2 separate regions of the Rattus norvegicus genome follow, and region 1 is linked to region 2. Evidence: chromatin contacts called from public Hi-C data. All regions are on one chromosome and are shown on one strand. The core of a region is the stretch at or near the end of the contact, and the rest is flanking DNA. Distances in the headings are between cores, read along the strand shown. Region 1 overlaps Dcun1d4 (defective in cullin neddylation 1 domain containing 4). Region 2 holds the start of Lrrc66 (leucine rich repeat containing 66).

The links. Hi-C and Micro-C count contacts between places; a contact is called where the count stands out from the background.
Region 1: a Hi-C map of psoas muscle shows a contact between it and region 2, with 2.4 times the contacts expected there. The contact joins the enhancer-like site here to the promoter of Lrrc66 in region 2. A contact is called at or near these places in 8 of 12 Hi-C or Micro-C datasets (the A7r5 cell line, the Rat2 cell line, Schwann cells and 4 more) and 1 of 1 datasets of contacts at active chromatin or transcription factors (oligodendrocytes).

What each region holds. Positions count from the first base shown.
Region 1 is chr14:35,010,765-35,013,464 of GRCr8, forward strand. It overlaps Dcun1d4 (defective in cullin neddylation 1 domain containing 4), which reads right to left. Exons shown (of 11, transcript NM_001108359.1): 9 at 1,629-1,733. Among named protein-coding and RNA genes, the nearest start is that of Dcun1d4, 65 kb to the right of the region's middle. Within about 2 kb of position 1,362, at least 7 of the 93 cell types and tissues checked have an H3K27ac peak or open chromatin away from gene starts, as enhancers often do.
Region 2 is chr14:34,931,649-34,934,348 of GRCr8, forward strand. Lrrc66 (leucine rich repeat containing 66) reads left to right here and starts at 1,333. Exons shown (of 5, transcript NM_001008763.2): 1 at 1,333-1,365. Sgcb (sarcoglycan, beta) reads left to right here. Exons shown (of 6, transcript NM_001191068.1): 6 at 1-1,013.

The sequences.
Region 1 (2,700 bases), core at 112-2,611, 79 kb after region 2:
CAGTACTCGGCACAAAGGAAATGCTAAAGCCCACACAACAGTGTTGTAGCCAAGCTGCTGCCTTGAAGTGCGTGCATCGGGCAGCCAGTTGCTGGGGACCACATAAATGCTGCCAGTGCTCAGAGCTGGGAACTCTTGCGGGGACTCTCAGAAAAAAACTAGGAGAAACATGCTCTAGCACCCTTAGACGAGAAACCTGCTACAGGGAGGTTAATATGATATCCTAAAGATTCAAAAGCAAAATCCAGAACTAACATTTTAAAAATCCTTATGATAATAAATAAAAAATCAAAACCAGTGTGTGTGTGTGTGTGTGTGTGTGTGTGTGTGTGTGTGTGTGTGTGTGTGTGTGTATATATATATATATATATATATATATATATATATATATATATATATATATTTAAAGGCAAAGAGGCAAGCCGATGGTTGAGGATGCAGGCACAGGACAGGCTGGAAAGGAAGAGTTGCCACCCTCCTTCTAAAAGGAAAAAAATACAAACTTACATGAGAGCAAAGCACAGACTTTAACTTCTGAGGCATAAAAAGTCTAGAAGTTTCAAAACAGCCAATTAAGTTTCTGGGACTAAGTAATGCCAAATTTACTCACAGCCCCATCTTTTAGCCAAAGGACCTTCAAATCCTACTAAAGGCCCTGTGTACAAGAACCTACTTCCATCCCTATTCCAGTGGGGATGGCTCGTGTCATGGAAGCTAGAGCCGCTCATATGTAGAGCAGACCGTCCTGCCAACAAGTATTAATAAGCAGCTTGTATCGGCTTTTTACAGAGTCCCAGTTCTAGTAGGACTAGGAGAAGTAGTTTCTAGTAAAAATGACATCAGTTGTTTTTTGGACCACTAACTACATAAAGCAAGTAGTAAGAAAGATTATTTCAAGTGGGAATTGAATTGGGCAAGACCCAAGATTGTCCCCAAATCTTATACTCGTCCTTGAAAGCAAAGACCATGTTTCAAAAGGCTTGAGTAGGAGTGGGCAAAGCAGATGCCACACTCGACAGTCATGTCTCCGCTTCCTTCAGGTTCTGCAAAAGGACATTTCACCAAAACCCACTGTCAATTATTGGTGGCTCAAAACTTTTGACCACTGTGAAAGCAAACAGCCACAGTATAGAGAAATGCTGGTTGTTTCTGACACTAGGCTAAGCACATTTAAACTGTAGAAAACACTGCTGGGTACCTAGTCCAGTGCTCACAGCTATCCAGGTACTCCGCCAGGCACTTGGGCATGAGTGGTTATGAAGAGATGACAAACAAGTTTTGGTTCGTGTTTAACAAGATGGCTTGTGTTTAATGTTGGCTTAAGACTGGACATTCATCTGAAAGTAACCCTGAGTTGTTGGCACTAAGACTGGGGATCTGATGCCAGTGGAGTCTCCATGGCTTGTGGGGAGAGAGGGAGTGCTGTGGCTGTTCAGATACACAACTAGATATGAACACACAGACACACTCCAAACCATGCAGCAGCTTGCTGATGACAGCAATCAGGGAACCACAATTTCTATGAGCAAAAAGCTACAGCAAATAAAAATCACATAAAATGGTTAGATGAAGTATGTGTTAGTTCTAAGCAAGCAAACATAACATTTTATAAAGTAGTAACTTGGTACCTCTAAGAATTGGTGAAAAACTGGAAAAAGGGGCCAGATTTTTCCTAATAACAGTCCCAACATGCACTTGGCAGTGTTTATGTCTAGGCTGCGCTGGTCCTTTTCCTGTTTAACAAACAAAAACAAAAGTAAGCCAGATGCTTCTAAATCACAAACTCTAATAAACCAAACATGTAGTTCCCTTTAGCAAGAAGTTGGTAAACAAATGGATCATTTATTACACGTCATGAAACCCTGAAGGGGAGGACGGCAGCCAAACACAATGGAAAACTGACAACTGAGTGTCACAGGTACATTTATTCTGAGAAAGACTGATGCCAAGAGAATAACTTTACCCTAATGCCTTGCCTATCATGCAGTGGTATCTATAGTCATCTCCTGGGCAAATAAAAATCATGGCTGCTTGTCTTACACTACGATAATTACCAGAGTTTCAATTGCTGACCAGAACCCCGCAGTGGACTCAGTGGACTCAAGGATTCTGCTTTTGAGTACTTTGAATTGGGTTTCCCTAGAGACTTATTTAACTTCATTTTGTGTGATAAATATTTCTCTTCTACCTAAATACACTGGAACTAAATTCAGCTCCTAGGAAGGTTTGGAGCCCTGGAGCTTCTCCCAATCATCCAGCTGCTTTAGGGAAGCCGGGTCTGTGTGTCATACACCTGACTCCTAGCCCAGTGTCTACTGACCATGGGAAATTGGAAATCAGAACGCATGTACATGCAGAGCAGCTTACTCCACTTTTAATTGTAATTAAAGATTCTATTTCTCGTTTCACACGCATTTCCATTTTAAAACCTAAACAGGCAGGCTGTTCATACAGGGAAAAATATTCTCCAACACAGGGGGCAGGCTCACACATCTACAGCTCTCTTTCGTGTGGTTCAACTAGAGTGGAATCTGCAAAAAGACTTTTCTACAAAGGGGTGAGGCTTGGCTATCCCACTGGAGTAGAGCGTCAAGTGTCCACCACATTAAGGAACCACACTGCGACCACTGTCGGCCACCCATACCTCCTGACAAGAGCAGTGACGTGCTGGTCAGTATATAGTGAGTCTTCTACTCGTGC
Region 2 (2,700 bases), core at 83-2,582:
AGAGAGCAATTTATACCTCTGGATATATTCAAGTATTGTTTAATAACTAAATAACGCTCAGAAAAATCATGCTTGGAATTCTCCTTTCCATGCTCAGTGTATTTTTAAATTGTACATTTGTTACATGTTCTATTTAAATTTGTTTTGAGAATTTCTTTAAATAAATATTTTTACTAAATCCACAGAACACTATATTACAAAGTATTATTTACTAAATGCAATTCATTTTTTTAAAAAGTGTATTTTTACATGTCTGTGAGAAACACTTGTGTTTTGATACATCTCCATTGAGCACTTTGTAGTTTGAGAATATCCTGATGCTTTGTAAAACTCGTGCTTACTAAGTATGGTATTTTAGACCACACTGTGGTAAACCCACTGACTGACACACTGACTTGGAAGCTCTGCCCAAGCCAAGCTTGGCGTACAGGGAAGCCGCACTGTTAAATCGGGCCACCAGGGGGCATATTCCCTCTCATGTGTTCATCTGTTTTGAATGTACCACACTGAGAGGACTTACTGCAGGCCTCTGGAAGGTAGATGCAGGAGGAACCCAGGGAGGAAAACAAACACACATTTAAAGTAAGGACAGTATTCTAGAGATGAATATCAATGCAAAGAGATAGAAAAAAATAAAAGTAAGATTCGTTCTGGATTGTCCAGTGGAGGGAGGGCATCCACAACACAAAGCAAGAGCTACCTGCCAACGTCAGCAGTCTTTTAATCGCTTTATTGGCAATCTTTTTGCATTGTGACAGAAGCAAAATAAACTTTGTGTGCTAGTTTTGATGATGAAAGGTAGAATTTCTACCTGGTTTTGATGAGTGTTTTTATAAAGGGGTTATAATTACTGTGTTAAACTTAATGAAGAGGAGACCATTGAAGTGCTGGTCATTATAATCTTTCGAATGACATCAAGAGGGACAAAGTTTACAAGTTATGCCATACAAAAAATATACCTATGTATTTCTGATTGATGACCTCTGTTTACAATAAAACGCTGAGAACTTGGCTATTGGTTTCTTCATGACTTTATTAATGAGCTTCTACATTAGCACAAACACACAGAATCTAAATATAGGGGAGGAGGGGGTGTTGAGACCTGTTTACTCGACCTTTCTGCAGTCAGAGGTAGAAAGCTGCCCATTCGCAGTTTAGATGCTCTCACCTCCTGGGCCTTATAAGAAGGCTTCTCCCCAGTGGCCCAGGAAATGGTGTGGACTCCGTAAGGGCAGAGCCCAGAGATGAAAGGGTTGGGCTGGCTGCAGAGCGGGTGAGGTGGGCGGAGCCTCAAGGGCACAGATTTAAAATCCACCCCTGGCTGGATCAGCTGGAGACAGACCAGTTAGAAACCACCTAAGGTAGGCCCCAGGGACGGAATCCCGGGTCTGATTACCTGAAGGACTTCACTCAGTTTCCAGTTTCTTTTTCCAATTTCCTAGAAAAGAATTAATCTTTTCTCTACTTGGGTTTTTCCTGTTACCTTCTCTGCCTCACTCTGACGTACACACGTCTCCAGTTATTTCTAACTGCTTCCTCGCACTTGAACCTGAAGGGATCTAAAGAGACACCTTCTCCTTAATCACTGTCCTTTCCTCTGGAGTGCTCTGTTTGTGGCGTTTGCTGCTGCTGCTGTTGTCTGGTTGGTTGATTGGTTTGTTAATTGGGGGGCTTTTGCTTTTTGTTTTTGTTTTGCCTCACACATTGACATTTGTATGTAATACAATGTTTCTTTACATCTTAGACATAAAATTATACTAATCTGCCTGTTTTTAGTGCAAATCTATCCACATATCAGTCTCTTCTCCTTGAAAGGACTATAAAGACCTTTCATTTATATCCTGTTTTAAAAATGTATCTTTGAACCCCATCTTGCTCCTCCCTGTTCAGTGTACAAACTTATGATCATTGTTTTTGTTTTGTTTTGTGTTTTGTTTTGCTACTATTACATCAGATTGGCATCCGGTAGTGTGCGCAATGATTGCAACCTTAGTGTCAAAATAAATGTCTCTCTGTCCAAGAAAACGACTTCAGTTTTTGGTATTGCGTAAGGGGGATGCTATCATTTACTCCTCGCTGAGGTAGGACACCTTTGCAGTTTTTGTACCTAAATTTAGATGCCCTCTGAGATATGGGAGAGTCAGTCTTGCATGAAACAAAAGTTTGGAAGTTACAGGGAGAATGCCCTTCATTCTGTGCATTCATTTGTGAGAAAACATAGACAGCAGCAGATTCCAGAGCCTTAACTCTAGGAGGCGCACGTTGGGGGAGGGGGGAGATCCTTGCTCTCCTTTTGCTTTGTGTGCTAACAATGTGGATAGCATTAGCATTCTGTCACCCCTAATGGTACTGAATTGTTCCATCAATATTCACTGAGCATGGGGGGGGGGGGGCAGGCAAAGGCTCATTGGCGACTGTGAGAAAGGCAGGTTCAGACCCTACGCACAAAGATGAGACTTGATGGATGTGCATGATTCAGACCGCAGCAGCGAATGGCATCGATCGGGGATTAGAGGCAGATTAGAAAAACCCATTTTACTGTGAGGTGGACAGACAGATCCCTAACCCAGACCACAGCTTGCAATTACCCTACAAGAGTGGCTCATCAGGGTTAGGGTTAGGGTAGCTACAGTCGGAAGTTTTGAATGACTACTTTGGGAATTTGGACTATAGGCTATTAAAGAAACAATTAAACTTTTT